Regions from separate parts of the Mus musculus genome. Here regions 1, 2, 3, 4, 6 and 7 are each linked to region 5. Evidence: chromatin contacts called from public Hi-C, HiChIP or PLAC-seq and promoter capture Hi-C data. All regions are on one chromosome and are shown on one strand. Each heading gives the region's core, a stretch centred on a gene start, on an enhancer-like site or on the middle of the called end of the contact. The rest is flanking DNA. Distances are from core to core; before and after follow the strand shown. Region 1 holds the start of Nol12 (nucleolar protein 12). Region 2 holds the start of Gpaa1 (GPI anchor attachment protein 1). Region 3 holds the start of Cdc42ep1 (CDC42 effector protein (Rho GTPase binding) 1). Region 4 holds the start of Mroh1 (maestro heat-like repeat family member 1). Region 5 holds the start of Myh9 (myosin, heavy polypeptide 9, non-muscle). Region 6 holds the start of Ankrd54 (ankyrin repeat domain 54). Region 7 holds the start of Pdxp (pyridoxal (pyridoxine, vitamin B6) phosphatase).

What was found. Promoter capture Hi-C pulls out the DNA fragments that hold promoters and counts their contacts. A called contact is a pair of places that touch in the nucleus more often than the background predicts. HiChIP or PLAC-seq counts read pairs in DNA pulled down with a chosen protein or histone mark.
Region 1: a contact with region 5 is called in a promoter capture Hi-C map of pre-B cells, with 4 times the contacts expected there. The contact joins the promoter of Nol12 here to the promoter of Myh9 in region 5. A contact is called at or near these places in 3 of 39 promoter capture datasets (cranial neural crest, liver and pre-B cells) and 1 of 115 datasets of contacts at active chromatin or transcription factors (pancreatic cancer cells).
Region 2: a Hi-C map of B cells shows a contact between it and region 5, with 6 read pairs. The contact joins the promoter of Gpaa1 here to the promoter of Myh9 in region 5. A contact is called at or near these places in 1 of 484 Hi-C or Micro-C datasets (B cells) and 1 of 115 datasets of contacts at active chromatin or transcription factors (pancreatic cancer cells).
Region 3: a promoter capture Hi-C map of liver shows a contact between it and region 5, with 2.8 times the contacts expected there. The contact joins the promoter of Cdc42ep1 here to the promoter of Myh9 in region 5. A contact is called at or near these places in 4 of 39 promoter capture datasets (the 3T3-L1 cell line, cranial neural crest and liver).
Region 4: a contact with region 5 is called in a FOXA1 HiChIP or PLAC-seq map of pancreatic cancer cells. The contact joins the promoter of Mroh1 here to the promoter of Myh9 in region 5. A contact is called at or near these places in 1 of 39 promoter capture datasets (cranial neural crest), 1 of 484 Hi-C or Micro-C datasets (B cells) and 1 of 115 datasets of contacts at active chromatin or transcription factors (pancreatic cancer cells).
Region 6: a contact with region 5 is called in a Hi-C map of B cells, with 6 read pairs. The contact joins the promoter of Ankrd54 here to the promoter of Myh9 in region 5. A contact is called at or near these places in 1 of 484 Hi-C or Micro-C datasets (B cells) and 1 of 115 datasets of contacts at active chromatin or transcription factors (extraembryonic endoderm stem cells).
Region 7: a contact with region 5 is called in a Hi-C map of B cells, with 8 read pairs. The contact joins the promoter of Pdxp here to the promoter of Myh9 in region 5. A contact is called at or near these places in 1 of 39 promoter capture datasets (liver), 1 of 484 Hi-C or Micro-C datasets (B cells) and 1 of 115 datasets of contacts at active chromatin or transcription factors (pancreatic cancer cells).

The regions. Positions count from the first base shown.
Region 1 is chr15:78,933,404-78,936,297 of GRCm38.p6, reverse strand. It overlaps Nol12 (nucleolar protein 12), which reads right to left and starts at 1,365. Exons shown (of 6, transcript NM_133800.3): 1 at 1,223-1,365. The coding sequence starts at 1,308.
Region 2 is chr15:76,329,469-76,332,663 of GRCm38.p6, reverse strand. Gpaa1 (GPI anchor attachment protein 1) reads right to left here and starts at 1,370. Exons shown (of 12, transcript NM_010331.2): 1 at 1,201-1,370; 2 at 589-768; 3 at 393-504; 4 at 33-180. The coding sequence starts at 1,274. Exosc4 (exosome component 4) reads right to left here. Exons shown (of 3, transcript NM_175399.4): 3 at 1,994-3,195. The coding sequence ends at 2,949. It also overlaps a transcript of Oplah not described here.
Region 3 is chr15:78,840,728-78,843,996 of GRCm38.p6, reverse strand. It overlaps Cdc42ep1 (CDC42 effector protein (Rho GTPase binding) 1), which reads right to left and starts at 1,350. Exons shown (of 3, transcript NM_027219.3): 1 at 1,272-1,350.
Region 4 is chr15:76,379,147-76,382,175 of GRCm38.p6, reverse strand. It overlaps Mroh1 (maestro heat-like repeat family member 1), which reads right to left and starts at 1,663. Exons shown (of 44, transcript NM_175457.4): 1 at 1,600-1,663.
Region 5 is chr15:77,840,540-77,843,584 of GRCm38.p6, reverse strand. Myh9 (myosin, heavy polypeptide 9, non-muscle) reads left to right here and starts at 1,410. Exons shown (of 41, transcript NM_022410.3): 1 at 1,410-1,628. It also overlaps the pseudogene Gm22107.
Region 6 is chr15:79,061,485-79,064,442 of GRCm38.p6, reverse strand. It overlaps Ankrd54 (ankyrin repeat domain 54), which reads left to right and starts at 1,584. Exons shown (of 8, transcript NM_144849.1): 1 at 1,584-1,970. The coding sequence starts at 1,646.
Region 7 is chr15:78,912,083-78,915,324 of GRCm38.p6, reverse strand. Pdxp (pyridoxal (pyridoxine, vitamin B6) phosphatase) reads right to left here and starts at 1,406. Exons shown (of 2, transcript NM_020271.3): 1 at 794-1,406. The coding sequence starts at 1,355. Gm30368 (a long non-coding RNA gene) reads left to right here. Exons shown (of 6, transcript XR_003951546.1): 5 at 1-34; 6 at 3,031-3,121.

The DNA of each region.
Region 1 (2,894 bases), core at 116-2,615, 1.1 Mb before region 5:
AGGTCACAGACAATGCAGTCACAAGTCATTCAATGACAAAGGTACCTTCGAGAAATGAGTTGTGAGTCCTTGCTGGACCATCAGAGTGTACTTACATAATAATCCTGGGTGGTATAACCTACCACACACCTATGCTGGAAGCTATAGTCTCAGTACGCGCTCCATCACTAACCAAACGTCACCTAGCTCACCTGGCCTTCCTGCCCCTTGCTAAGTACACAAAAGGCCAGGTGGTCAATACACAGAGCTGGTGGTCACTGTTCCCACACTGGCAAACTTTATTTCATAGGAGTCACTTCTAGTAAGGCTTTCTAATAATGCCTTCACCCAGACCCCAAAACTCTTTCACTGAACCAACCAACAACCAGTCCTCAAGGCCACCTGACTCCTGAACCCACCTGGGTCCTGTGTGGCGGGTCCTAGGAGTGCCCCCACCTTCCTGACTCGTGCTTCCTTCTTCCTGTCTAATCTCTGCTGTTCCTGAGTTTGCTGTATTGGAAGTTAATTACGCTTAGTACCTTATTCGAGCTAGGCAAATGGTCTAATAAATTAATTCGTTTATATTGTCTTGGAGACAGGGACAAATTGTCCAAATGCCCATACCGTTCTTGAACTTTCCCGCACAGGGTTTTACTTTGCAATCCTCCTGCCTCAGCATCCGGGATGGCTAGGATTATAGGTCTGCACTACCAGGCTTTGCAATTACGGTTTCCGTTGGTACACTACACCAGGGGTTTTAACTGTATTTTGCTACTGTTATGGATCGTAATGTAAATATTATCTCTTTTCCGATGGGTTTAAGGGGGTCGCGACCCACAGGTTGAGAGCCATCAGACCACAAGGTGCTATTTACGGTGACACTAAAAAGCAGTTCAGCCTCTGGTCTCAGGCTTGGCTGGCACGCAGTCTGGTGCGTGAATCAATGAACTAAACCTCTCTCATCCCATCGGCTCGTCCTTCGTCAACAACGACTGGGAGCCAGCTATGGGCTGTGACAATAGACGGCGCGGCACTCCGGTGGTCCAAGGCGCAGCGCTGAGAGCCGTAAACAGCGAGGGAGGAGCGGGCGACTCCATCCCCCGAGGTGGGGAAAGAGGAAGGCGAGCTCCAGCTACATCCAGGGGCGGGGCCGGAAGAACCCTCCGCGTGGGCGTGCGCGCCCTGTGCCTGGCGCGCTTCCCCCGGCAGCCCGACGGGAGTCTCTTTCCACCCTGCCACTCACCGCCGCTTCTCTTCATCAAAGTTGAGAACGAGCCGGGGCCGCCGGTCGTCTCCATCTCTTTTCTTCTTCTTCTTGTTGCGGCCCATTGCAGTGAAGCTTCCGGCAGCGTGGCCGCTTCTGACTTTAAAACACTTCCGGGTGTAGCAGTTTCAGATTTCCGGTAGGGCGCTCTTCGTGGCCTTGTTCCACAGTTCCGCAGATTTGGCTCCACCTTTTAAAGGAGCCTCCCGTCCTGCCTCAGCTTTGGTTCAGGTCTTCTGAACAATCCTCCCAGAATGGCTTCGGTGAGAACTAGGCTCCCCGATTCCATCATCTGACCTGCCTCGAACAAGCGCTCAATCTGGAGTTATTTATAAACCGCTAAGAATTACTGAACTTAATTGAATTCAGATGTCAACTCTTTCATGATTTCCTTGAGCGAGGGAAACTGCCTAGATGCAAACACTGGTATTCCTTTACAAAGTATGTGACTCAAAAGCAATTGCCCCCCTTTAAAAAAAAAAGATTAAATCATAAATTATGGGCTAGGGGAGGTGGCATACATCTTTATCCCAGTACCTGAGAGGCAGAGGCAGGTGGATCAAAGTCAGCCTAAGCTACACAGTGAGTTCCAGGACAACCAGAGCAGAGCTAGACAATAAAGAGACCCTGTCTATAAATAAATAAGTAAGATTAAAAAAATACTGTGCCTAAGTGAGTTTAGGTCTACTGTATGAGGACCTACAAGGCCAGAAGACGGTATGAAATCCCCTGCAACTAGAGTTACAGATGGGGGCTGGTGAGATGGCTCAGCAGGTAAGAGCACCCGACTGCTTCCGAAGGTCCTGAGTTCAAATCCCAGCAACCACATGGTGGCTTACAACCATCCCTAATGAGATCTGACTCCCTCTTCTGGTGTGTCTGAAGACAGCTACAGTGACTTACATATAATAAATAAATAAATCTTAGAGTTACAGATGGTGTGTGAGTCATGTGGGTACTGAGAATCAAACCTTGGTCCTCTATAAGACAAGTAGGCACTGTTAACCATTGGAGTCATCTCTCCAGCCCCCAAATTGCCTTTTTCTTTGTGTCTCACTTTCCTATTTATAAAATAGAGATCATTGTAGTGACTTTGTAAGGCTGTAAAGAGGTGGCCCTGGAACTCTGGCATGCACTTAAAGGCTTGCTGAAATCCAAATTGAGGGTTCAGGGTTCAACACACTTGGCAGGGCCCCAGAATGTCCATTTCTAGAACATTCTCTGGTGACCCTGAATATTGCTCCTGCGTGCAGCAAACTGAGAGCCGTGACTGTGGTGGGACAAGTGTGTCGGGTCAGAAGTGCATAACACAATATTCTCCCAGACTCAGTTGGTGCAGAGGGAAATCTCTGAGTTCGAGGCCAGCCTGGTCTACAGAGTAAGTTCCACGACAGCCAGGGCTACACAGAGAAATCCTGTCTCAAAAAACCAAAGCCAAACGGGGTGGGGGGAGAGCAGGGATTGTGCCAGTGATCAAATGTGAGCTAGATTGTCTGAGCTTTGGTGTTTGGTCTCCCTTCCCAGCTTCCTGGCCACTCCCTCAGAAGCTAATATGTCTGCTCAGAGAGGTGGGAAGCAGGCTGTGATAATGAGCCTCACTTCCACGTAGGTGTGGCACTCCATGAATGTCTGATTCCTCCCACACGGGTCC
Region 2 (3,195 bases), core at 121-2,620, 1.5 Mb after region 5:
AATCCTCCCGGACCAGAGCCCCAGAGCCTCACCTCGGAAATGGGCAGCAAGTGCCAACAACAACCCCACAGCCTGGCTATTGGTGGCATCTGGACCACAGGGTACAGTAAGCACCAGGGACTCGGTACTGGCAGAACGTGGGGCCCGCAGGATGCCATACACGTTGGTACCTGACACCATCTGCACAAAGAGTTGATGGGAAAGCCTCAGCAGACCCTCCAGCGGACAGCCTGAAGCCTGTCTTTTTTCCTGGCACTTCAATGCCCACCACTAAAGTTCTTCAGACCATCCCTCCCAGAGTTTCTTGGTTTCAGGGCACTTCAACAAGACACCCAACCCAGGCCACCCTTCCAATGTGCTTTTCTCCCAGGCACACCCCTTTCCCTCAATACATAGCGCTCGTGGGTCTCATCCGGGAAGGGTAGTTTGCGGGAGAAGCTCTGGGTGTAGACCTCCAGCCCTACGGATCGCATGGACCGTTCCAGCCAGGCTACTGGCAGAGCCCTGGAGACACAAAAGATAGCCTCTAAGTAGAGCTCCCTGGTCTCGGCCGCCCCTGAAATCCCCAGCCCGCTGCTAGGCACTCACCCCGGCTTCTTGCGGTGGGCAGCGAAGTCCCGGGCAAAGCTCCGAGCGCGGTCTCCACCTACAAACTGTTCCTCCACCATGGTGGAGCCCATGGCATTCTCAGACATGTAAGTGCGCTGGGTTAACGGCGGAAAAGCCAGCGCCAGAAACCAGGCGATCCCGGCCACGTAGCTCAGCACACTGCGAGAGAGTACAGAGTGGGCTCGGAATTAGCCCGACCTGGAACGCTAGCTCGTGGCTTCCACCATGACCCAGAGGGTCCAGCGGGATGGTCCAAGCCATTAAGAACCCGGAGCCAAAGCCGGGCAGTGGCAGCACACGCTGTTAATCCCAGCATTCAGGGGGCAGAGGCAGGTACAGGCGGATCTGAGTTCGAGGCTAGTCTGGTCTACAGAATAAGTTCCAGGACAACCAGGGCTGCACAGAGAAATCCTGCCTCCGGAAAGGAAAAAAGATCTAAGACCCTAGATCAGCGATGGATAGGGACCAGAGCTCTAAGCTCAGTGTCTGAGTGACACTTGCAAAGAGGTCGCAGACCCTGGAGCAGTAGGCGCGTGTGGAGCCACAGCAGCTCAAGTTCCCGCCAGTCCCGCCCCCTGTGCCCGCCCTCACCAGAGAGGTGTGTTAAGGCGCAAGACGATGCGGGCGAGCGCGCGCCGGCGCACCGGGTCCGACAGGAGACCCATGGCGGGGCGCGGGGCTCTGCTCTCGCGGCAGCTTGACACCTCCAAGAGCAGGGTTCCTGTCGGACCCGGCGCCCGGTGCTGCCTTAATTTCCGGTCCCAGGATCCATCGCGCCACTACTCTTGGTAGCGGCAGACGGAGTTGGGAAACCAGATTGTGCGCATGCTCACAACTGAGGTCGCCAGCTCTGCGCGTGCTCAAAACTGAGGTAGGCTGGAGAAGTACGGGATGCAGTCATGGCCAGTGGGCGGAACTGGAACCTGGGGCTGTGAAGCTGCGGGCGAGCAGCTGGAAGGCGGGACGCTGGCGGATCTCACGACAGAGCAGCGACAGTGTGCCTGCCTAAAGGTTCTCGGGAGTGTAACGCAGGTGGGTAGAGAGCTAGAACGACGAGAAAAGACTGATGCCTGCTGAAGTGAGATACTGAATGACAGTGTTGTAGCTATGACTTGAGGGACCCGTGTGAACTGAGGATTCGACGCTAAATCATTTCTGTGGATGTCATGAACCTTAAGACAGTGGGCTCACTGGCACAGTGGGCGAGTTGGTGGCCAGAGGAGATGGGTGGTGGTGGCGATGAAGGTAGTTTCTCTAAAAGGTTGCAGGGGTAAGGGCCTAAGGATAGATGGCCAAGAAGCAACAAAAGGTGGCTATCCTCCTAGAGCCCAAAGTAAGCGGGAGGAAAGGCCCAAGGAAAGAAGACATTAGTCCAGTGGTTCTTAACATTCTGACCTTTAATACCGTTCCTCATGTTGTGATGATCCTCAAACATAAAATTATTTGGCTGATTCTGAATAGCTAATTTTGCCGTTACGTCATAATGTCATCTCTTAATGATGGACACCCATAGCCAGCTGAGTGCAACCTCGGCCTTGTGCTCCTGTCCCTGATGGGCTGTGTAAGCATGGCACACTCCTTAGCTGGAGGACTTGAGTGACCAACATAGGCGAAGGGGGAAACTCCAATTTGTAAGCTGATTCCAACTTGAGTTTGTTGGTCCCCGGTTTGAACTGTGGTTAATAGAAATACCACCGACAAGTCCAAGAAGAAACTGCCCTGGGCCAGAGCCAATCAGGGAAATAGAGGGAAAGTGCCTACCATTGCAACGGTTACAGATAAATTGCTCATCACTGACCAAACCCTGTGCATCGAGATACCTCTTTGTGCCGGGCGGTGGTGGCACACGCCTTTAATCCCAGCACTCAGGAGGCAGAGGCAGGCCTGGTCTACAGAGTGAGTTCCAGGACAGCCAGGGCTACACAGAGAAACCCTGTCTCAAAAAAACAGGAAAAAAAAAAAGATAACTTTGCGAAATAAGGCAACTGACAGGCAGGAGACCCCTGCTCCCTGATCAAACTAGTATAAAAACCCTGCCTAATTGAGGCTCAGGGCTCTCAGCACAAATCTGGTGTGTTGGAGGAGTCTGAGGTCCAAGCTTAAGGGTGAAGAAAGTCTGAATTCGCATGCAGATTCATACTCCCAGGGGTCTTTGCGGACCCTAATATCTGGGCAGGCACAACAGGTGCACCCTTGCTCTTCCTAGCACAAGTGCTCTCTCCACTTAGGGACTGCACTATAAACTGCGCTGTAGGGCCCTGAGCAGCTTTTAAGTGCTGTACAGTAAGGTGTACTCGGGAGAAGAACAGGCCTTTATTCTGGAAAGGGGTGGTTGCCACTCAGTCCCCCAGTGAGACAGAGGCCTCCTGCACGTGCTGTCGGACGACAAGGTCCAGCAGAGTGTGCACACCTCGGGCCGCCTGGGCAGCAGCCTCTAGCACCTGCTCCAAGTGGTCTTCGTGCAGCCTCGAGTCCATCTCAAGCAGTGCGATCTGGCCGGAGGCGGGCAGCAGGGCCAGGGCGAGCTGGGGCCCTCCAGCTGCTTCCTCCACGTGGCTGAGGTCCGCTAGTGCTGTGCCATCCACA
Region 3 (3,269 bases), core at 101-2,600, 1.0 Mb before region 5:
GTCTGGGCACGTGGCCAGGGCTCCCTCAGTAGTAATGACCACAGGGACAAGTTTTGGGGCATTGGCCGGCTCCACTCACTCAGAGGCCAACGGGGTGGATGTGGAGGCAAGGAAGTGGGGTAAGAGAAGCCACTCCGATGGTGGGGAAAGAGAGGGAGCAGAGCAGAAGAGCAGAAGCGCTGCTCCTTGGAGTACCCAGACACACCCTCAGGCAGGTGTGCAGAGCCCCACCTCCCGGACAGCCTGCTGGGGGCGCCGGAGGGGAAGTGTGGGTACAGTGGCTCTTTGATAGATAGCAACACTGAAACCGCGGGATTTTGTTGCTTCCTATTTTCCCCAATTTGTGACATTTGAGATTAGAAGTCCTCCAGGGACATCCCCTCAAAGTCCAGCACTTTGGGGTGGAAGACAGGGAAACTAAGACAAACTGCCCAGAGTCACTGTCCCAGATCAGACTTCTCTGAACTTCGTTGAGCCGGTAGGACAGAAGGGAACCACTGGAAAGTGGGAGGAAAGACGTGTGTGTTGTTGAAAAGGTCTTGCTATATATCTCCCAGGCTGACCTCGAAATTGTGACCGTCCTGCCTCAGTTTCCCAAGTGGTGGCGGTATTAAATTGTGTGTGACACTACCGACTAAGACGTCTTCTTGCCCCAGCACCCCAAGTTAAAGCTAGGCAGTCCCCCCCTCCACCGCTGTGCTCTCTCAGCCTCAGTTTCCCAGTGTAGAAAAACGGCCTTCAAACTTGGCGAGTTGGGACAAGGGCACAATCAGTTGGGATGGGAAGTCCAGGAAAAACTTCAACCAGGAAACATTCCCTTCTGGGAACCTCATAAGAGAGACTTTGGGAGAGTCTCTCGCTCCCGTCCGGCGCGGGCAGAGGGCAGCGGCTGCCGTGGCCAGAAGGGAACCGGACGGGATGACCTCATCCGCTGCTCCAGCCTGGAATGCAGCTGGGGAGGGGGCAGGGTGCCCTGTCCCCATCGTCCGTCCCCCCCACCCCCCAGCTTCCCGCTCCCGCGCTGGCGTCGCCGAGAGGCCCTGGGGTCCCTTCCCTTCCGCTGCCCGCGCAGGAACGCGGCAGACGGCCCTGGGCACCTCTGCTCGCGTCCCAGTATACTGCGTTACCCTTCGGTTTTGGTGCCCTGAGCCGTCCCGCAACGTGACAAAACCACCCGAGAAGTCTGAACTTTCCAGCCTCCTACGGATTGGCCCCGCGCACCCTCCGCGCCCAGGACTGTACGCACTCCCCCGGCCCGCGCCCACGATTACCTCGTGTCGTCGAGCCCGGGGGGTCCAGGGGCGGGCGCGGCGGCGGCGCGTCCCAGCGCTACCCGAGAGTCGCTGGGCCGGTCTGCGCCGCCCTGGCCGCGGGCTCGGCCGCCAGATCCCGGGGCGGGGGCGGGCTGCGGGCTCCCTCCGCCCCTGCTCCGCCCGCGGCGGCCGCGCCCCCTCCCGGGCTGGCTGGCCACGCCGCGAGCGCTGCAGTGGCGCGGCAGGGATGCCAAGCCAGGCCAGGCCCCTGCCCACCACCCCTAGGCGGGGCGACCTCGGGAATGTTCGCTCTGTCTTGAGCCCGGACTGCCTGGAGGAGGCCACTGGGACTCTTTGCTGCCCACTGCTCCTTAGATGACCTCGGGGAGTCCAGGATTGACAGCCCTGTCCTGGGCCTCCAGCCTTTCCTTGCTGGGGCGGGAGGAACTGACCAGAAGACTCGCTGGAATTTTTTTCTTTCTTTCTTTCTTTCTTTCTTTCTTTCTTTCTTTCTTTCTTTCTTTCTTTCTTTCTTTCTTTTTTTTTTAAATGTGGGGCATTCACTCTTTCCCATTTTCTCCATTCCCCATTCCTGGCAACCCAATACAAGCCCCGTCGGGTGCCAGCAGAATATTTAGCTGCTCTGGGGAAGAGGCCTTTACAGCTGACCACTATGTAGAGGGGTGTAGGGTAACCTGTGATAATCTCATGGACCCTTAAGCTGGGATGGCCCTTGTTCCTCCTTGCCTTTCAAGTGTCTCAGTTTCCCCATGGGGCCGGAGACAGGGCTCAGCAGTTAAGAGTGCTTTATGCTCTTCCAGAGGATGGAAGTTCTGTTCCCAGAAACACACACACACACACACACACACACACACACACACACACACATACCCCTACTATAGTGGAGTTATCAAAGCAGACATCAGATATTACATTATCTTCTGTTCTCCGCTCTAACAACTAAGAGAGTTGCTGAACAGGTAAATGAGGTCACACCTTAGAAACCTTTAGTGAGGCCCCCACTACTTCAAAGAAGGCACAAAGCCAGCCATGCTCAAGAAGACAGATCCTAGGCCCCTCCATCCGTGTACCCTCTGATTTTTCTGTGACGACAGACAGACAGGAATCCTGGGGGCTGTGTGTGGCAGTACATGTCCCTAAGGTAGTCTGGGAGTGGGGTATTGAGCAAGGTTCCCTAAAGGAGCAGGAAGCCAGGTTAAGTTTTAAATAGAGATGCAGAGGGCCTAGGAAGTTCACACTGGACAGACTGTGGGCAAAGGCTTTGAGCTCAGAGGCAGGGATGGAGCTGGGCGGTACTGTCCCTGCAGGGGTGAGGAGCCCTAAGGACCGAGGGGGACAGGACAGGACAAGCTCTTACTCCTCCCTCACAGAATGCTGTGCTTCAGGGTTGGCACTCTAAACCCTCACGCTAGCCGACAGGGGGTGGATCATTTTTTCCCAGATGGACAGATGGAGAAACTGAGGCCCAGAGAACACCAGTGGCAGGCAGAGAAGACTGAGATACAGCAGTTCCAGATCTTTCCCCCCAGGGCCACCCAGGGAAATTGGGGACAGTGTCCCAAAGACTCAGAGGCACAGAAACTCATGGAACACTGTGGGAGAGAACTGGGCCGGGCAGGGCCTGGGTATTTAACTATGGTCAGGTGTCTGTGCGTGCATATGTGCGTGCATAGGTGCAATTAAAAATCGCTCAGCTTTTATTGCGCACCTAACGCATACCACGTGTAATCACATTTAATCTCCGTGACAGCTCCATGGGGACAATCCTGTCATCGGGTCTGTTTTGCAGAAAGAGTGAAGTGACTTGTCCATGGCCTCCTCCTTTGGCAGGATGGCCGCATTTCCTGTTTGTAGGGAGCACCAGTGCCCCAGTGTGATTAGCAATAGCCCTTACTTTCCCTCTCAAAGGTGTTCTGGCTGGCTGGAAAACGACTTATCCCTCCAGTCAGGGTTCCTGGAGCAACTCAGAATAATTGGCTCTGTGTCAAAGACCCA
Region 4 (3,029 bases), core at 414-2,913, 1.5 Mb after region 5:
AACAACTTAGCTCAACAAAAAGCCATTGGGAGGCCTGGAGTTGCTCGTCAGACAACAGCAATCCTGCTTCTCACCTGGGCCTCTGAGAACCGTAGGAAAGAAAACTAAACACAAACATCTCCAACCCCACACACAGGTGACCGGGAACTGAGACAAGCACAGGTCAACAGGTCCCACCTCTGGCCTCTGGAGTCCCTTGACAGTCACCTCTGAGGGAGGGAGATATGACAAGATGCAGGTTTGAGTAAGGCTGCCTGCCTGGACATCCGTTTCAAGTTAATGAAGGCGGCCAGGCCTCAGCCATCGACTTTGACAGTAGAGCCCAGAAAGACATTCCTCATTCGAGCCACACATCTCAGCCTAAGGCCTAAGAGTAGAGCCTGCTGGCAGAAGCATCTCCCCGGCCTGCAGGTGCAGAGACTGCACAGCCAGCCAAGTCATAAACACAGGCTCCACAGGAATATCCCACAACCAGTGGTTTGCATAGGATCTCTGCTCTGGTGCCCCATCAACCCTGTGTCTGCTGGGGGTCTCCATCTAGATGACCATGGCCAACCAAGTCTAACAGAGCAGCTAAGACTTAACCCTTCACCTTCACCCCTGCCCTGCTCCACCTACCTACTTCCTGAATTTTTTTAATTTTACCATTTAATTAACTAGGTCGCAGGCTGTTCCTCCATTTCTACTACCATCCCCTTCCTTCCAAAGAGTTTCCTGCCTCCAACCAAGACTAGCCCCTCAAAGTTAGCCTCTGCCTTAACAGTAACTCCAGCTCACAGCCCCAGGTCTCCAGATGCCGCCCTCTATCCCTCTCCCGCAGGTCCTTATGCTTACTCACTGCACTTGAGTTTACGGTTCCATCCATTACCTTGAGCTCTGTACAGGGTAGAGCAGAGTCTTGCTGCATAACTGCACTGACTTGGTTGGAAAATTGGAATCCCAAACCTGGAGTGTCAGCCCTGGCTCCACCTCACCTAGCTCTCACCTTGCCTGAATTCTATACTCTGAGAGTTTTGTGGCCTTCTCCCTGGGGCCAGCAATCCTCGTGACTCTGGACAAATCACTTTCCTGCTCTACACCGCCTCCTTTAATCCGCAACGAGAATACAGAAAGACGAGTGGCTGCGGTGCGGTGAGCACTCGCTTTGCAAGTCCCTGAATTAAGGCTCAGTTTTATGAAAGAGACAGAAATGCCGGTAGCCCAGTTGCGGAGGTCAAAGACCTGAACACGTAGCCCCTACCCCGCAAAGGACCAGGGTCTTGAGTCACCGAGTTCCCGGAAGGGACTAGGACATGGATCACGCGACCCACGAGACAGCAGGGACAGGGACCAGGGACCACGCGCCGATGTCTGACAAGTCAGAATTGAATCGCAAGCTCCGAGATCCCTTCCAGGTGTAAGATGCGAAGCCGGGCCCGCTGGGCACACCTGAGATCTCCCAGCACCTCCTGGCACCGGCCCGCTGACCTTGGGGAGGCGCCCCTTGACACAGCTTCTCTTGCTGCTGGCAGATGGGGAGGCCCCTAGGCTCTCTGGTCCAAGTTCCTCAAAGGGTGCCTGGCCCCCACCACCAAAGATGAGCCTTAACAAGCCGTTTACCTGAGGAGCCGCCGCCGCCGCCACGGCCCGGGCGCCGCCCTCTATGCCCCAAGCGTCTCAGAGTAGGCGGAGCAGCGCCCCAAGCCCATCCCCGCAGCCCTCTGGCCAACTGCGGCCTGGCGCGCGGCAATTTGGCCCCGCCTCCGTGCGATCTCCACACTCATTGGTCAGAGTTCTGTCCCTCACGTTAACTCCGCCCACTCTCCGCTCCATGGAGCGCCTAGGTACACCTACTTCTTCCTGTTCTCTGCTGGGTACCCCAGCGGTCCGGTGACCATTTCACAAGACAAGTGTGAGTACTGCTGCTGCGCCAGACGCCGTCTGCGCAAGCGCTGTTCTCGAGAGTATTCGGACTCGGCCTCCAACTGCAGAAAACTCCACCAGGCGGGACCGGTGGCGCACTCCTTTAATCCCAGCACTGGAGAGGCAGAGGCAGGTGGATCCTTATGAATTCGAGGCCATCCTGGTCTACATAGTGAGTTCTAGGACAGTCTGGGATAAAAAGTGAGACCCTATCTCGGGAAGAAAACAAAAATAAAAAAAACAAAACAAAACAACAACCCAGCTGTCACGGACACACACAAGGTATTGTCATTGTTGTACATTGGTCACACACTAAACGCCTAAAACTACCCCAAACCCCTAAATGTACACATGGCCATGCCCAACAGAGGTACATGTCCAACCTATCAACAAGACATTGGGAATCAAGATGATCATGTCCTAGCTACCTGGGCTGCTTGCTACCTACCACTGTTATTCCAGCTCCAGGAGCAGCTAAAGCCTCTAAGGCTGGAAAGAGGTGACTAAAAAAGTAAAAGTAAGCCATACTACAGGATAAACTTTGGGTTTGGTGCCAAGAAAGCAAGGTTAGATAAGAGAGTTGGGGACGATCATGCCAGGAAGACTTGGCACCTGCAAAGAACCAGAGGTTGCAATCACCCAGATGTGTGTAAACAAGAGAAAGTTGTGGGTAGAGTTCTGAAAGCAAAAGAACCAAGAACCTGTCAAAGGGGAAGCAGCTACCATGTATCTAGGCTGACAGCATCGTTGGATGTGGAAATTAAGCTGCTGCGGTTGAACCAGGTCAGAGGCAAACACACAGCCAATATTCTTTTTCCACGATGAGAAGGACTTGGATGAGTTCTACTGAGAGGATAGAGCCCAAGAGAGAAAAAGACAGGACAGGACTCTCTGAGTAAGAGAGTGAAGCATTTGGGGCTGGCAAAATGGCTCAGTGGTTAAGAGCGCCAACTGCTCTTTCGAAGGTCCAGAGTTCAGATCCCAGCAACCACACGGTGGCTCACAACCATCCATAACGAAATCTGATGCCCTCTTCTAGAGTGTCTGAAGACAGCTACAGTGTACTTACATATAATAAATAGATAAATCTAAAAGAAAAAAAAAAAGAGAGTGAAGCACTTTGTGGA
Region 5 (3,045 bases), core at 161-2,660:
CAGGGTTTCTCTGTGTAGCTCTAGCTGTCCTGGAACTCACTCTGCAGACCGAACTCAGAAATCTGCCTGCCTCTGCCTCCCGAGTGCTGGGGTTAAAGGCATGGGCCACCACTGCCCGTACATCTCCAGTCTCTTGATGATTAGTTTTAAAAGTAATTATTGGCTTTATATATTTCACACCTTTGAACTGCTTGTCTGTGTAGTTCAGGCTAGTCTTGAACTCCCCCTCCTACCTCAGACCTCTTGAGTTCTGGTATACCACCCACAACCCCTGGATGGTTCAGCCTTTTAAAAATTTTTTAAATTTTTCTTATCAACTGGGAAGCAGTCTTTGCTGTAATGTGGGTAGCAATCACTGGTCATCTGGGCTGCAAAATCTCTTTCTTTCTTTAGCTGCTTTTTGGCTTCAGAATGTAAGTTTTCCCTGAAGTTTATATGGAAGGATCATTTTAACTGTGTTAGCAAGAACATTCCAACAGTTAAGAGCAATGACGAGAAATTTGCCTTCATAAAGCCATTTGAAAGCATTGACGTGCTGCAGGATCGACCACATAGATCAATGGACACAACTCGGAAACGGACAATTTGGGCAGAAAATAATGCGTGGACAAATTCCTGATAGATTAATGGCAAAGTACATTTTTTTAAATGAAAAAAAAAATCCTCTCGTGGTTAGTAACCAAAATAAAACAAATGAAATCTACCCTTAAAATAATTTAGTGACAAATATCTGAGATGTGTGTGAGTTAATTATTCAAAGGTTAAGAGTGGCTTAGACTGCATTCCAGGCAGAGGTACTAGCCAGAGCAAAGGTTCAGAGGTTGGAGGACAGCCGCGAGCAGGCTCCAAAATCGAACTCAGGACGCCCACACGGAATGCAGGGTTGAAGCCATGACCGCCCCCACAGCCATCATAATTATGTAAAATACCACTTTTCCCATATATGGTACTTAATATCTGTTCTCCTGGTAGGACAGGACGAAGGGAAAACACGGTTCGCTGGGCGGAGTGTCAGAGCCTCAGACCTCCCCAGTACGCTCCCTCCGGCCCCGGCGCGGCCCAAGCTGCACACCAGAGCCGGGACCAGGAGCCCAGCGCGCCTGAGCCGCTTGCTTCTGATTGGATGAAATCCGCGTCAATCCTGGTCCTGTAACCTGGCTGTCCATTGGACCCGCCCAACAAGGCGTGGCTCCCGCCTAGGAAGCGCGGGTGGAAGGTGGGGTGGGCGGAGGTGGGGACAGATGGGGAGGATGAATCTCAGCACTCCGGCTTCCATCTCTTGTCTGTTTATAGGCCGAAAATCTGTCAGTTTAGGCCAGACTCCTGTTGGATTGGGCAGTGTGGGGAGAGGGCGGGGACTCTTGGAAGCTCCACCCACGAGCCGGCGGCGAGCTGTAGACCCGCCCTCCTCTTGGAAGGGCGGGGCAGGGAGGGCGGCGCGCACCAGAGCTGGGTGCGGTGAGGCGCGCAGATCACCGCGGTTCCTGGGCAGGGCACGGAAGGCTCAAGAACCTGACCTGCTGCAGCTTCCAGTCTCGCGTTCGCCCCACCCCGCCGCGCCGCCCGAGCGCTCGAGAAAGTCCACTCGGAAGAACCAGCGCCTGTTCCCCGGGCAGACCCAGGTTCAGGTGAGCGAGCTTTGCCGGTATGTCCCGCCCCGGAGCTGCCGAGCGCGCGCGCGCGGCGACAAGACTCGAGTCCTTTGGGGCGGACGGCCCTGTGGTTCTCGGCCTCCGCGTGGCGGGTTTCAGCGCGGTCGGGTGCGACCGGACTCCGCATCCTCACCCGAGGGGTGATAGGCAGCGAGGCCTCGGGGTTAGGGAACCGGGGGACGCAGTCCCCGGCCCTACAGGATGCCCTTCCCGGTCGGGGCACTGGGAGCTCGGCCTGCTCCTGTCGCCTCTGCACTCCCGCCTCCCCGACGGCCAGCTCCGGCAAACTTTTTAACCCCTTCCGGGACGCAGCAGTCCCGGAGATCTCGGCCGAGCCGGCCGGATGCGTTCGTGGGCACGGGGCAGCAGCTCCTTTGTAAGTTTGGCAAAGGGAGGTAACGGGCAGGCGAGGACCGCTTGGCAGCTGTCAGGGCGTCCTCCTGAGTCAGGATCGGTCGGTCCCGCCGCAGACATTGCGCCCGGCACGGTTTCCGCCGTCCGCTGCGGACTTCCTCATTTGTCCGTCAGCCCTTGGGCCGGGAGGGGGCGGGGAGAGGTACTCAGAGTGCGTGGGAAAAGGGGTCCCAGCTGCCGAGGGGCTCAGGGCGCAGGAAAAGAACCCCCCCGTCTGACCTCATTCAACCTTGGATTTCTATTGCCCGAGGTCAGAAGGCCTGGGTCTGCCGGCAGCTGCCCCGTCGCCCGGGCAGGCGTGCACCTGATTTCCACCGCACCTTGGGACGCCACGCCCGGGCCAGTCTCTGGGAGCTGGCCCTGACTTTAAGACCAGGCCGGGCAGCCGCATCTTTTATGTTTGATGAGAGGCGGAGTTTTGAAGACATCCCCCACTTCCTTGCACTAGGGTCTTCACCTCATCCTGTTCTGGAGCCACGCCTAAGGCAGGAGCTGCACCCCGCTCCTCCGGGTCCCCATCTCTCCCAGGCAAACTGAGTCAAGTACCCTCTATGACTTGCTTGCGGGCTGTAGTGAAACTGAAGGCTGGGTGGGCTCGGGCGGGTGCCTAAGGCCCCACCCAGCGGTGTTAGGGAAAAGGTCCCTGGGAAGTCCCAGGTCTTGGAGACCCGGAGGCTGCCTCGGCTGGGCTACAGGGAGGTCCATCGAGTTCTCAGTTCTCTGAGCGGTTTTCTGGATTAGCAAGATTTCAAAGTAACTTGCGTGCTTCCTACAGCAGCACCTATACCAAAATTGGAACGATACAGATTAGCATGGCCTCTGCGTAAGGATGACACGCAAATGCATTGAGTTCCGTATTTTTTAGCCAACGCAGACTGGCCCAAGTATCTCTAAGAGTGGCTCACTCTCAAGCACGACTTAGGAGGTTTCTGCCTCCCAAAGGACTCCCTCCTCTGCTGTATGCCAGCCAGTCAATCTC
Region 6 (2,958 bases), core at 335-2,834, 1.2 Mb before region 5:
GGAGTTGTTGTTCTTGTTGTTATGTGTGTTTGTTTTGTTTTGTTTTGTTTTTTATGAGAGAAGGAAGGGCATGAAGGTGGGTGGGTAAGGAGGTGTGGAGGGTCTTAGAGGAGTTGGAGAAGAGGAAAGCATGACCAAAATCTATTGTATGAAAATTTTTTTCAATTAAAAATATTTTTAGGCTGGACATGGTGACTCACGCCTTCAATCCCGGCACTTGGGAGGCAGAGGCAGGTGGATTTCTGAGTTCGAGGCCAGACTGGTCTACAGCATGAGTTCCAGGACAGCCAGGGCTATGCAGAGAAATCTTGTCTCAAAACAAACAAACAACAAACAAAAAATATTTTTTAAGGAAGCAGAGGCGGTTGGATCTCTGTAAGTTGGAAGCTAGCCTGGTCCACAGAGTAAATTTTGGCTCAGCCAGGCTGCACTTAGAAACCCTGTTTCAGAAAACAAAACAAAACAAAACAAAACAAAAAAACCAACCCCAAACAAACAAAAAGGTAAAGAAGTATCTACCCATCCATCCATCTGTAATCCACCCATCCATCCATCCATCCATCCATCCATCTATCTGTAATCCTTGCCCTCAGGAGGCAGAGGCAGGTGAACCTCTGAGTCTGGGGACCTAATGGACTACACAATCAGTTTCAGTACAGCCAGGGCTACACGGAGAAACCAACCCTTTGAGGTCAGAAGACCAACTCCAAGAAGGTGCCCTCAAATCACAAACTTGGGGTAGGCAGAACAGGACTATAACCCAAGGCCTTTAATTAGCACAAGGTAGTGTTACAGGTATTTATTTGCTCTCTAAGTGTTTTCTATTTTATTTACCAGCTGATAGAGTATAAATGACTTGCATGCGCTGTGTGTGTGTACTTGTACCTCCCTTGGGTCAAGTTCAGGCCAGTGATCCGTAGGACTTTCAGGGCTGAGGAATTGCTCTTCGTTAATCTGCCTACTGCAGGGTTACTCTTGTATAATTACATAGAATATAATTTTTTGGGTAAAGCAGCGATTCCGGAGAGGGCAAGAGAACGCGACAAAGGAAAATCTATTACGTTAGAAGATATTAGCGCCTATTTCGTGATGGTATCTCCAAATCATAGTGTGTTTGGATTTTTTTTTTTTTTTTTTTTTTTTTTTTTTTTTGAGTTCATTGACTCAAAACACACCTACACGAGAGTAGTTCTGGTTTTTTCACTTTCCTTTCCGATTGGCTGGAGACCTTCTTACCTTGATTGGCTAAAGCATTTGCCATTCGTCTTTCCGGAGCTATCACAGGAAGAAAAGGAAGAAAGGAGTGTCCTGAACGCAGCTATTTTATTGGCTCTGGTAGTAACACCGCTTAGTGCAAAAGCAACTCTAATTTGTGATTGGCTCTTTTGTCCGCCAGTCATACTACCGAAAACCAGTGTTCGCCTTGTAGTCTGCCTTCCTTACCTGATTGGCTGTGCTGTGAAGGCTGTGCGAACTCTGATTGGTCCGTTGCTCTGGCGCGGTCCGACCCGCCCGCACTCTGTTGCTGTGGTTGCAGGCCCCGCCCGTCCGTTCGCTGACAGCGAGGCTTCTCCTGGAGGGAAGCGGGTCCGTTGGTCGGTTCGGAGCGAGGCTGGCGCTGCCAGGCCCGCGCCTAGCCGTTGCCATGGCAGCCACCGGCGGGGGCGCGGACGACGAGTCGCGATCCGGCCGCTCGAGCTCGGACGGCGAGTGCGCGGTGGCGCCGGAGCCTTTGGCGGAAGCCGGAGGCCTGGTGTCTTTCGCGGACTTCGGCGTTTCGCTGGGCAGCGGCGCCGGCCTCCCGGGCCGGTCGGTGGGCAGGGCCCAGTCCTCGCTGCGCTACCTCCAGGTCCTGTGGCAGCAGGACGTCGAGCCTCGCGACGAACTGCGTTGCAAGATTCCCGCCGGGCGGTTGAGGCGTGCCGCCAGGCCCCACCGTCGGCTCGGGCCCACCGGCAAGGAGGTACACGGTGAGCTCAGCCAGGAACCCTGGGGTTGCTTGTGAGTGATCGCAGTGATCGTAGTGGTTCGAGCTGCGGAGGACCGTGTCTTCATCCACTTGTTCATCCCTGAATAAAAACTTTACACTCCCGAGGGTGGTTATTAGACAATAATGTGGGACAATGGAGAATACTTTTATAAGTAGAGGAGGGAGCCCAGAGCCAACTTGTGTGAATGCACAGATCTGAATCAGACTGCCCCACACTTGGCTCGTAGGCAACCTATAGTCACTTAGGGTCTCGGTTTTCTATTGTAGAATGGTACACTACCAGCCTTACTAGGGTGTTAAAAGTTAGGCAGGGTTCTGAACATATATTCTTCTTTTTCGAGGGGCCAAACACTTGTTTGATACATTTATTTATTTATTGGTCTTTCGAGACAGGGTTTCTCTGTGTAGCCCTGGCTGTCCTGGAACTCACTCTGTAGACCAGGCTGGCCTCGAACTCAGAAATCCGCCAGCCTCTGCCTCCCAAGTGCTGGGAATAAAGGCGTGCGCCACCACAGCTTGGCAAGAATGGAAAGTTTTAAGGTTTCTTTTTACACCTAACATCGTTTGACCTGGTATACTGGTGTTATAAAAATTAAAAGAGAATTTGAAACAAAACAAAACAGTGGTATATTGGACATGCAATTGTTATATCTAGTTTGCAACTTTTTGGGTCACTTTCTAACAGCTAAGGTATTGCTTCCTGTTAGTTCTCAAATAGAGGCGATGCCTTTGAAAGAGGGAAGGTTTCTGGTTAGGAATTATCAAGTTTGGTAAGTTGTTTAGGAGTGACCTGCTTTGAAGTCAGATCATAGAGGTTGACTGTGATCAGCTCAGAAAGGACTAAATAAACCCTCACACCCTTTCTGTCTTAAAAAAAATTAATCTCAAATTTCGTTATAACAGCTTGGAGCTGACAGGACAGTTCAGCTTTGTATTATAGATAATAGACTGAGACCCAGGATAAGTAC
Region 7 (3,242 bases), core at 157-2,656, 1.1 Mb before region 5:
ACCAAACCTGTCTATAGCCATTCATCACTATCTGGTAAGTCTCTGATCCCTCCATCTCTTGGGGCTCATGCCAGAGGTCAGCGCTTCTGTTTAGGTACAGGCCTGAACAGCCTGGACTGCTCTTGGATGGGTGGATGGATGGATGGGGGGTCCCCAAAGGCCAAGTCAGGTTCCCCTGCTCTATGCTGTGTGTTCCCTGGCAGCTCACCTCCCTTAAGTACCAATTTCTTTAACTGTGAAATGGGCCAAAACTCTTATTTTTGAACTAATCTGGAAAGGAAATGAAGGCACCATTAAGGAGCTTCAGGAAGCTATTAATAAACTAGAGGGCTGGGTTCAAAAGCCTGGGGATAACCGACATGGTAAAGAACCCCACTGGAAACCAGGTTCCGAGGTTATGTAACTCACAGGGTTAACCAAACAGGGCCAGAACTGGAACTGAGGTCAAGCTCCACTACCTTCCAGTCTCCCCACTGGCCTAAGGTCAAGCTCCACTACCCCCTAGTTTCCCCACTACCCTGATTCTGGATGCGCGGATCCAGCTCTCCACCGGCATCATCCTTCCAGACCGCTTCGACAAACCCTCCTGCAAAGTGGGTGGGGCCAATGACAAAAGCCCAAGAGGCCGGTTCCAAATCTGTATCCCACCTGCAATTCCCTGAGCTACAGTGAGCCTAAGGTGGCTCGTGTGTCAAACTGGTCCTCGGCCACTATCCGACAGGCGGCAGCTGCAGGAATTCCGAAAAGCGCGTCAGGTCCCAGCACACATCCCCGCGCCCAGTCCCGTGCTCACCGGGGGTCCGGCTTCCGTCGCTGAGCGGGTGCCAAGGGTCGCGATCGGTGGCCACGAGCAGGCAGTCGGGGTCGCGCAGGTGCGCGCACGCCTCGGTCAACCTGGAGAAGGAAAACTGCTCGTCGTAGCCTACGAGCACGGCGCGCACGCGCGGGTCCTCGCCGGGGTCCCCCGCCAGGCGCAGCCCCGCGGCGCGCAGCTCAGCGCGCAGCCCCTCGCCTCCCAGCACGAACACTGCGCCCGATGCGTCGGGCGGCCCGGACAGCCGCTGGCGCAGGAGGCGCGCGGCACACAGCGCGGAGCTGAAGAGCTGCTCGGCGCGCAGCCCCGCGAAGCCCAGGCGGGCGAAGCGCAGCGCCAGCTCGGGCCGCGCGCGCCGGCTGTTGTTGCTCACGAACAGCGTGTTCTTGCCGGCCCGCGCCAGCCGCTGCAGCAGCTCAGGGGCGCCCGGCACGATGCGTTCGCCGTTCCACAGCACTCCGTCGCAGTCGAACAGGACTCCCTGCGCCTGGCCCAGCACGTCGCGCAGGGCCGCGCCGCGCAGCCGCTCGCAGCGCGCCATGCAGCCGGCTGGCCGCTCGCACGCGCGCGCTGCGCTCCCTCCGTGGACAAGGGGCAGCTTCACCAATTGGCGCGCAGAACGGGGAGGAGGCGGGGCTACGAACACAGGCTTCAGCCAATAGCGACTAGAATTTAGTCGAAGGTGCTGGCCGATCCCGAAGGAGCTCGGAGAAAGGGGCGGGACCGCGGGCGCCACTAGAAGGAGGCGACCAATGAAGAGACAGCCTGGTCTGCAGCGAATCGCCGTGCGCTTCCCAGCCAATTAAAAACGTAGGCCAGATGGTTGCTAGGAGAAAAACAGAGGCTGAGAGAGATGTTGTCTTCGGGCCACATCTTGTTGCCCTCGGAACCATTGAGGCTCATTAGAAACATGTGGATGTGATGGAGCCAGGGCTCCATCACCCGTGACTTCGCAAGCTGGCCTGGGCTCTTAGACCTGGTCAGTGATCCTTCTGGTCATCTGACTGTGCTGTGGAGTCTCCTGGGGAACTTGTTTTTTTTTTTTGTTGTTGTTGTTGTATAATTTCCGTTTAGTAAGATGTATACTTTATAGTTCGATGGCTTTAGATAAATGATTTTTAAAACACAGGTACAGGTCAGTGGAATGGTTCAGCAGATGATGGCAGTTTGCTGTCAAGGCTGAGGACCCGAGTTCCTTCTTCAGAAACCTCACGGTGGAGAGAACATACTCCTTCCAGTTGTTTTCTGACCTCCACACACACATCCACACAGATGAATGTTAAAACGTTCTAGCCGGGCGATGCGAACACATACATTTAATCCCAGCACTCAGAATCAGAGGTAGGAAGAGCTCTGATTTCCAAGCCAGCCTAGTCTACAGAGCAAGTACTAGGACCAAGGGTATTCAGAGAACCCTGTCTCAAAAAACAAAAAAACAAAACAAAAAAAAAACCCAATAAATAAATAAATAGATAATCAAACACATGGCTGTAAGACAGGAACCCAGAGATCTGATTTCATGTTTTATGTGTGTGGGGGCACTAGGCACTATTTTGATGGCCAGGCCCAATTGGTAACCCATTTTATTGATGGGGTGATCCCAACTGCCTAGGTCTCCATTTTGTAGACGGAAACCTTTTAATCTGTCAAGCCTTTGAATAACCAGTAATTCAAAGTATGGGGACCAGGGATGAACAGGGATCTGTACTGTCACAATATTTTGGTTCTAAGCAGAACTGTAGCTGTCTAACCCAGAGCAACTGAAGGGAAGAGACCGAAGAAAAACCGTGCCTTTGAGGCCCAACTATTTTCTGTTCTTTGTGCCTTTTGTAATGGGTTTCTTAGCCTAGAAGACCATAGACAGCATGCCCCTGCCTCCACTCGGTTACTAAATTGGGCTTCCAGATGCACTGACCCACTTCTGCCAGCCCACTCCCAAAAGACCCTCAGGTGTAGAGCTGAAAGGAGCGTTAGCCTGGGACTACACAGAGCAACTCAGGGAAGGCCATGGATAGCTCAATCCCTGCTCTCGAGAAAACTGTGTGTTTATGTGTGTGTGCGCACACACACGGGCGTGTTGGTCTTCAGAACACAGACTGGGTGGAACTGCTAGACTGTCTCAGAAGAGAAACCCATGATCCTGAGAGGCTGTGCAAACGGGGCCCTGGGTGGGAGGAAGACCTAGGCGAACGCTAATCTCAAACACTTCATCTCAGGCCCAGGCATCGCTGGCCAGTCCCTTCTCATGGCTTCGGAAACTTCACCTGCAGGTGGCACTCTTATCTGGGTGAGAAACTAGCATGTGGGAACCATACTCAAGACAAGCAGCTCCGAGAAACCGCCAAGCACAGGGCTCTTCAAATCAGGAAGGCAACAGATACCCCACTGGTCCCCTTTCCTCCTTATGGGGGGCAGATTCTGTATCCCC